Linked DNA regions of Pan troglodytes: region 1 is linked to region 2. A link is a contact called in public HiChIP or PLAC-seq data. All regions are on one chromosome and are shown on one strand. Each heading gives the region's core, a stretch centred on a gene start, on an enhancer-like site or on the middle of the called end of the contact. The rest is flanking DNA. Distances are from core to core; before and after follow the strand shown. Region 1 holds the start of PSMA2 (proteasome 20S subunit alpha 2). Region 2 holds the start of LOC112209777.

Region 1 (4,480 bases), core at 842-3,341, 180 kb before region 2:
ACACAAGTTTGGTTTTTTTAAAAAAAACTTTTAGATATGGGGTATCACTTTGTGACCCAGGCTGGAGTGCAGTGGCAGAATCACAGCTCTCTGAATCCTAAACTCTTGGGTTCAAGTGCTCCTCTCGCCCTCAGCCTCCCAAATAGCTTGGATTACAGGCACATGCCTGGCTAATTTTTTAATTTTTTTCAGAGATAGGGTCTTGCTGCAGGCTAGTCTTGAACTCCTGGGCTAAAGTGATCCTCCTGCCTCAGTCTCCTGAGTAGCTGGGATTACAGGTGTGAGTCACCCTGCCTGGCCAAAAGTTTATTTTAATAAAGAAAATTTGTTATAAAAAGATTCAGTCCCTGAAGGTATACGGTTGTTTTATGTTTTCAGCTCCACTAGGATTACACTTTCTTCGCGATAAAAGACCACATTTGCAGCCTGGGCAACATCGCAAGACCTCATGCCTTAAAAAAAAAAATTAGCAGGCAGGGTGGTGCACACCTCTAGTCCCAGCTACTCCAGAGACTGAGGCAGGAGGATCCCTTGAGCCCAAGAGCTGGAGGCTGCCAAGTCCCTGTCCCTAAAAAAAGGACCACATTTGTTTTCTTCACAAATAGGAACAGTGAATACATCCTGCACACACTATTCTGTCATATGTAATATAATGAGACCTTTTATTGCATAATTAAATTAATCTCGTTCAAAGGTTACAAAAAAACTATTACATACACCCACTGCTTACTGAAAACTGCCAAGAGAAAAGTACTTTTGGAATTTAAGACAACGTTATGTAATGGAAAGTGTATTTTTGTTATCAGAAAAAAAACCCAGTTTGAATGTCAACTCAGCTACTCACCGATGACCTTAGACAAGTTGTTTAATTTGTACAAGCTGTGGTTAGTTCATCTGTAAGAAGCTGAGATAACATTCATTATAGCAGTGGAAAGAGATGGAGCAGGTTAAGGTTAAGTTGCACCTAACAAAGTACTCAACAAGTTAGATCCCGCCTGCCTTCAGTTGTCAGGAGTACATTTTAAGTAAACTGGGCATTACTGATCCTTAAGAAAATGGGTAAGTCAGAAAACTTCCCCAGTCAATTTTTAAAAGTCTTCGGCGATGGTTTTCTCACGTTGAGAGCCATGGTTCGCCCCAACTGTATTTTGGAAAGTAAACTTATTATTCTAATCCCCTTTTCTACAATAGAAAAGCCTACAATCTTGTTTAAAGTAAACATCACCCTCCCCGACGTTCCCCCCAGTCCACCAAAAAAAGACCAAAACTCAAACTTGCCTCGTTGTTAGGGGTTCACAAAAAAGTGATAGGGGCTTTCGGTTTTTCGTCCTTATGTTTCTAATTCGTGCATCGAAGAAACCGAAAGCGGGAGGTTTTGAAAGACACTAGTGCCAAATGGAGACCAAGACTCCGACTTAACTGTAAAGCTGAGAGTTTTCCAAGAAAAGGGAACCCCACATATTTGACCAAGATTCCAAGTTTCAGAAACCACCGCATCAGGTCTACTTGAGCCAGGAAAAAAATCCTGAGTTCGGAACGGGCCACCCAGAGATGGTTAAGCTGAAACTGCCTTCTTTTCTAGTCTCCAAAGTGAAAGCGAATCCTTGGCTATGTGCCTCACCGTCCCGCAGCCCCATGTTAACCCCGCAAAACCGCATCCCCCCGACCCTCCAGCAGCCTCCGACCAAGGAAGCTCCAGGAATCCCGAGCCGGCCTGGCAAATGACTTTGCAAAGCCGCATTTCCACCTCCATTCCCTACTGGACCCTCCAGAAGCACCAATGCCGACGTCAGGATGGGAAAAACTAAATCGACAGAGCACCAGCAACCTCGACTACGCTGAAGACCTCGAGGGCCCCTTCCATACCTGAATGTAGTCAGCGAAAAGCTGTACCCGCGCTCCGCCATCTTTACCCGAAGAGCCAAAGCACAGCCGCACACATGCGCACTGTGGCCGATTTACTTTCATTTCCCCGCCCCTCGCCTTTCCTTTACTCTCTATGATTGGAGGAGAGTCAGAGCTGCTCCAAGAGCATGCGGGGTGTTGTAGTTCTAAGAAGCGAGGCTTGCCCGATTCTGTGCCTGTGCGCATGCTGAAAGCAGGGGCGGGACCGGGGCGGTCTTCCAGCAGGGAAAATGGCGCCGGCCATGCTGGTCTTGGTGGTTTCGCCGTGGCCTGCGGCCCGGGGAGTGCTTCGAAACTACTGGGAGCGACTGCTGCGGAAGCTTCCGCAGAGCCGGCCGGGCTTTCCCAGTCCTCCGTGGGGTAGGTAAAGAAGGGCTGCGTGGGAGAGGGGGCTGATGACGGGACCTCGGGCAGCGTAGCAGACGCAGCTTACACAATTCGCCCTCAGCCCCGGGTCTGATCCGCGGCCTCATGTCGGGGACGTAGTTCGTGACATTCCCATATTAGCGAGAACAGAACGACTGTTTTTGCGCTCCCTCCACCGCAAAAAAAAAAAAAATCCTCTGCTTGTTCCATTCGTACACAGAATGTAACCCAAGCTTGTGTCAAAGATAAATCATAGCCAGCCAGTAAGTAAAGCGCTGAAAACAGATTTTATTCAGTAACTACTGCAGGTAAAGAGCTGAGCTCCATCCCAGTTTGTGCAGAGGTGACTTTGGGCGTTTTAAAGGGAGAATGAGCGAGGCGGGAGTGTAGGGGCTCTGTAGAGTCAGAGAAGTGTAGTATAGTGAAGTCAGTGCAAATGTGATTAGCCGGCTGTGTCTGCTAGCTCGCAGTTGTCTTAGGGAGGATTCTATCCTCCCGCAGAGACTGGGAGACAAAGGCCCTATCCTTCCTAATGGTTAGATTTCGAAGGAATGGCTCTCAGGGCCTTGAAAGAAAAGCTTCCGAGTTAGTTGCAAGGGATACGTATTTACAGTTATATGCCCTTTCCAGGAAATGCTCTAAGGGAGTTCGGGACCTACTATCGGGGTATGTTGGCCAAAATAAATAGGAAATTTTCCAGGCAGCGTTGAGCTTTCTCAGGCAGCCACTTTAAAGGGGGGGGCCGAGGTCATCCTAGGATACAGCCTTATGCTGCTAGAAACTATGCTAGAGTTTGGTCAAGTCTGTGGAGTTCAGGGATTTGTACAGAGTTGTCCTGAGAGGACAGTTCTGCAGGTCTCACTTGGCATCAAGGCTCACCACTCTCTGGATCTGTCTTTCCTTTCCAGCCCTGCCCTCACCTCCCCTCCCGCTTCCCCTCTCCCCCCTCCTCTTCCCTTCCCTTCCCTCCCTTCTTTCCTCCCTTCCTCCCTCCCTCCCGCGCAGTACATGTTTTCTGTGGTGTTTGAGCTGTGAGGAGATGAATTCTGTTTCCCATGTTTCACTTGGAATTAATTTTAATTGGAAGTATCTTGGATGTTGAAACTGTCATTGCTTTGGCATTTACATTCTACTCAATTTCTAAGCAGCCTGAAAGTGATAATATCCAGAAATATACCAAGAAAATATATGCCACTATATGCCAAGCAATGTGCCAAGCTTTCTACATGTACTTCCTGGGATAATCTTGACAACAGTCCCATTAGGTGTATACACTTTCCAACTGAAACAGTAGGCTCACAATGGTCCCAAGTTCACAGACAGTCCTGAGCCTGTGTTGTTAATCACCGGGGCATGCTTGGCAATACTTGTGGACATACTGAAAATAAATGCCAGTTGTTAAGTGTTAGAGAACTTTGTGTATTTTTAAGAGTTCTTAAGATCAAAAGAAGTATGGGGGCTGGGCGCGGTGGCTCACACCTGTAATCTCAGCACTTTGGGAGGCCAAGGTGGGTCCATCACCTAAGGTCAGGAGTTCAAGACCAGCCTGGCCAACATCGTGAAACCCCGTCTCTACTAAAAATACAAAATTAACCAGGTGTGGTGGTGCACACCTGTAATCCCAGCTACTTGGAAGGCTGAGGCAGGAGAATCACTTGAACCAGGGAGGCGGAGGTTGCAGTGAGCCAAGATCACGCCACTGCACTCTAGCCTGGGTGACAGAGTGAGACTCAGTCTCAAAAAAAAAAAAAAAAAAGTATGGCACGTCTAAGAAATAGCAAGGAAAGGGTAAAGGAATGTTGATTTTATAAGCAATTCAGAAAAAGAGAAACTTTGATAGTCACATAAATAAGGCCATACAGAGAAATGGTGAGCTGGCTCTTTTCTTTAGAGAGCAGACAGGAATCAAGATAAAATATTATGAGGAACTAAGTGACTTAAGAGGTTGTATCATAAAGGACCTGACTCAGTTTGAATATAAGAAAAGGCAATTGGCAGTTACATCAGTGCCGGTCAGAAGTGTATTCAGGAAATCTGTCTAGATTTACTTGTAAATTAATCAGGTACTTACTACCCGCCAAGTATTAATAGAATGTGGACAGTTGAGTGATTCTTTGCTTGTTTTGTTCAAGTTAGGTGACTATCAGAGTCCTGTATTTTATGAGATAAGAAACTTGATGTAATTTCACTGATCTCTTTTCAGCAGGAT
Region 2 (4,193 bases), core at 1,635-4,134:
GGTTGGAAACATCACATGGTTGGTTGCTGTTGCTGTTTACTGCCACAGCCTGTTCAAGTCTATTCTCGGAGAGTTTTCTTCATATAGGAGTTGGTACTAATCCAAGTGTAAAATCCGGAGAAATGTGTGCACAGCTTTCTGTGTGGATTCTTAGCTAAGGTTTGAAAAGTGGTCTGCTTTGAGCTCATCTGACCAGAAGATCTGACTGCTGTCAGGCAAAGAAAAGGGTCTGTCAGGAAAGGACTGGGCACCCCAAGTGGAATACGGAAAGAGAAGGGCTGTGCCTCCTTGCAGAAAAGAGCACAGCTGGTGAAGCTGCCTTCACATCGTCCAAAGTTTCCAGTTCTGGAAAGTTCCAGTTGTAAGAGTGAAATCAATGCCAAGAGGCAGGTCAGTGGAATGAGAGGCACTGAGAAACTAGCCACTGTGGGTGGAAGGGGAAGGAGATTTGGTTTTGACAAGTCCGTACTCAGGTCTTCAGTAAGGAGTTCTGAAGTCAGGGTGAAGCCTTTGTTTATTCTAGAGGAGGCGGAATTTGGGGTCTGGGAAAGAAGATAACTTCTCAGAAAGTGAAAAAAAGCTCATGTAGAGGATGCTGGGCAAAATAATGGGAAGGAATAAATCAGCATTGTAGAGAATGTGGTTGGATCATAAAATCCCAGGCTATAGAGATTATGTGCTCAAAGCCTCTGCATTTTATGTGAACACACACAAACCAAATGTCGACCAGATGCACAAAAATGTGCATACATGGAGCAGCCAGCCACCAATAGTAACTAGCATTTCACTTCTCTTTGCATCTCAGTTGGCTGTACCTGGAAGGGTCTAGACTTTGCCTCCTTCTCGTTCTGGCATTCTGACACTGTGTGCAGTGTAATAGAAAAACCGGTTTGGGAGCTAGGTTTGCCCAACAATAGATATTCTGGGGTGATTTTCATCCTTTGCATTTGTCATTACGATGTTTTGTGTGCTTGTGCAAATACAGGACGGTTCCTGAAATGTGTCTCTGAGCGTTCTTAACTGTGTGTAAGGTAAGCGAGGAAAGTGTCTAAGACAGAGGCCAAGAACACCTGTCACAGGGTACCCGCCTAGAGTGTCTGTACCGCATCCTTTCTGCTACACTGTTTGCACACACACAAAAGGGCCGAGGAGCCAGGGTTGGTGTTGGATATGCCCAGTACGCGTGCTGGGTGTTGGAAGGATGGGGCCGGCGGTAACAAGAATCGATATATATTTACCGCGGGGGCGGGGGTGGGGGTGCGCGGAGGCTGCAGGGCGGGGCAGCGCTAATGAGAGCAAGCCCGGCTTGTGGTTGGTTCTGGAGTCTGGTACCCACAGAGGAGCAGGCAGGGAGGGAGGGGATGCAAGCAGGAGGATAAAGCGATGAAGTGTGCTGCGTTACCGCGCATCAGGCGCTGTTGTTGGAGCCGGAACACCGTGCGACTCTGACCGAACCGGCCCCCTCCTCGCGCACACACTCGCCGAGCCGCGCGCGCCCCTCCGCCGTGACAGTGGCCGTGGCCTCCGCTCTCTCGGGGCACCCGGCAGCCAGAGCGCGGCGAGAGCGGGCGGTCGCCAGGGTCCCCTCCCCAGCCAGTCCCAGGCGCCCGGTGCACTATGCGGGGCACGTGCGCCCCCCAGCTCTAATCTGCGCGCTGACAGGAGCATGATCTGTGCCCAGGCCAGGGCTGCCAAGGTAAGCGGGCGTAGCGCGGGGACACTGTCTGCCGCCCCTTCCCCCCCCCCCCCCGCCCTTCTCTGGGCGGCTTCCCCGCCGCACGCGAGGCCCCGGCAGCGCCCTCCCTTCCCGGGGCCGAGATCCACCCTCCTCCCCACCCTCTCGCTTCTCCCGCGAGGTTCAATTGTCAGCCTGGGTCGCGCCGCCGCCCGGGCTGGGCCGGCATCCCCGGGTGGCGACCCCGGCTTGGGTACTGCAGGCGCACCCGGCCCTCCTGCGGGGTACGGAGAGAAACAAAGAAGCCCCCAAGCGGGTTCGCAGCGCCTCCCCCGCCCCTCAGCGCCCTCCCAGTGGCGAGGAGGTGTCAGGGGAGGGGGCGGAGAGACCTACGTAATCCCCCTTCCCAGCCCACACCCACCCCTTGTGAACCAAAGCTCTGGATTTGCGCTTCGCCTTGGGCTCGCTTTTGAACAATTGTGTCCCATGCAATGCCCGTGGTTAGCCCAGAGAGCGCCCAGAGCCTCCGCACGGGCTCGCCGGTGCTCGCTCGAGGGGCGCGTGCCCAGGTCCGGCCCTTGCTCCCATGGACGGGTGCAGGAGGGGAGGAGGCGCTGTGTGGGTGCTCCCCCAGCGCCTCCCTGTTACCGGCCGGCTGCGCCTCTCAGCCGGGCCTGCCACCTGAGTTTTAGCGGGAGCAGTCCGTCATGTCGCCTACCGTATTGCGACTTGCAGACAGGCAGGGAGGGAGCCGCCGGGGGGAAAAAAATGCGTCCGGTCCATTTTTGGCTGGAGGTGTGCTTCCTGCTACCCCTACGTTCCCGGGCGGTGACAATGCAGCAAAATCCGAGGGCTCAAACAATGTGGCCCCTCCATCCCCGGCTCCAGGGCATTCTGATTGCTCTGCCGCTTTGACGTCCCGGCCACTTGGCTGATTTTCAGAGCCATGATGCGCGGTGTCTCTGTCTTGCACACACAGGCTGGGCACCATAACTTCTTCCCTGCCGAATTTCAGCGCGTAGGGGGAGCTGGCAGGGACACAGGCTGCAGAGATGCCCGGCTTCCTGTGGTTCCGGGCACAGCGCGCCTCAGTCTGCATTGGGCTGACACCAGATAGCATGTGGGGATTTTCCTAGTTGCCGAAGAAGATATTATTTGACGTTGCTGTAGTTTTGTGCTTACTTCTCTTGGAATCTGCAGTGGTGCAATTCTCCCCTTGTTTTTCCCCCCTTCTCTTTGAAAAAATATCAATGCTATGTTCAGCAGAAACGGATACAGCAAGAGCAGCATAGTTCAAAAATTGAGGGAGGCATCTTCTCTCTTTTCCTGGGATTTAAACGCGATTTAGGAGGGCAGATGCCCTACTCGAAAAGGCCAACCGTTAAAGACCCCGGCAGTGTTGTGGTCCAAGGCGTCTCAAAGCAGGTGGCCAGATCTGCGTTTCTCATCAGCAGACTCGCTCCGGCTGTGGCTATTACGGTAATTCATTCTAGATTGGGGATTCATTTAAAAATGTGTGTTTTCCACTAAGAAGGGATTAGAGTCCACATGCCCACCCTGGTATGAATGTGTGTGCCTGTTTGGTAGAGAGATAGATTGTGGTAGAATTCCCTGTTGGTAGAATTCCCTGTTGCCTGTTCCCTCCGCTTGCTGCTTCCTCTGGAATGTGGCATTGGAAAAACAAAGCACTATTTTAATTCCTAGACCTCCAGACAAATTGGCCGTTCTAGTGTTTTATTTAATAAACCACGTTCTGACTAATTCCACACTATAATCCCAGTCTAGTGCAGTTGGCTGCTTTGTGGAATGACAATTCTCTTTTTTGTTTGGAGTAGTTTTTTCATGAAGGCAAATTGCCTAAGTTTGTTTAGATTGTGACATTATTGACTTGATAGGGAGGTCACATCCGGAGCTGGAACAGCCCATCAATGTATCAATACAGAGGGACTGCAGCTCTGTTATTTGTGTATATAGCATCATTTGACTTGATTCCTTTTACACTCTGGCTTTTAAAGATGGATGTATTACAAGATCACTTTGAGCTTTACCTTCTATTATGCTTCCATCTGATATGATTGTTAACAAAAGAAATATTAAAAGGCCAGATGTGATATGGAAAGACAAGCCTGAGTCTCATTCCTCATGGTAAAGGAAGTTGGACTGGCTGGTTTCTATCGTTCTTTCTAGTTCCAGCATTCTGTGGTAACTGACAGAGGAGTAAGAAAAGTTACCCAGTGTTGGAAAGGCAAATAATTATAACGTGAACCATGCAAGCAAACCAAGGATTGACTGTAGAATCTGCGGCTTATTTTTATACCTTGCAGCTTTTAAAACCCAAGCGTCTGCATTTTCCCCATAAGTGAAATTACTCACCAACTCAAACAGGTCTTTTTTTTTTTGTCCACTATAGCAAAACATTTGGTGGAGGGTTGGGGAAAAGAGAAGAAGATTGAATTAATTGGATAACAGGTGTTCTCCTTTTGTGGAGTTATTCATTCCAACCCCATCTTAGATAATT

What was found. HiChIP or PLAC-seq counts read pairs in DNA pulled down with a chosen protein or histone mark.
Region 1: an H3K4me3 HiChIP or PLAC-seq map of stem cell-derived excitatory neurons shows a contact between it and region 2, with 2.9 times the contacts expected there. The contact joins the promoter of PSMA2 here to the promoter of LOC112209777 in region 2. A contact is called at or near these places in 4 of 7 Hi-C or Micro-C datasets (blood, induced pluripotent stem cells and stem cell-derived neural progenitor cells), 1 of 1 datasets of contacts at active chromatin or transcription factors (stem cell-derived excitatory neurons) and 1 of 1 other capture datasets (stem cell-derived neural stem cells).

What each region holds. Positions count from the first base shown.
Region 1 is chr6:46,456,909-46,461,388 of NHGRI_mPanTro3-v2.0_pri, reverse strand. PSMA2 (proteasome 20S subunit alpha 2) reads right to left here and starts at 2,091. Exons shown (of 8, transcript XM_528026.8): 1 at 1,867-2,091. The coding sequence starts at 1,907. It overlaps MRPL32 (mitochondrial ribosomal protein L32), which reads left to right and starts at 2,132. Exons shown (of 3, transcript XM_528025.7): 1 at 2,132-2,265. The coding sequence starts at 2,136.
Region 2 is chr6:46,275,924-46,280,116 of NHGRI_mPanTro3-v2.0_pri, reverse strand. It overlaps LOC112209777, which reads right to left and starts at 2,884. Exons shown (of 4, transcript XR_008548972.2): 1 at 2,394-2,884. HECW1 (HECT, C2 and WW domain containing E3 ubiquitin protein ligase 1) reads left to right here and starts at 1,390. Exons shown (of 28, transcript XM_009452959.5): 1 at 1,390-1,696. The coding sequence starts at 1,667.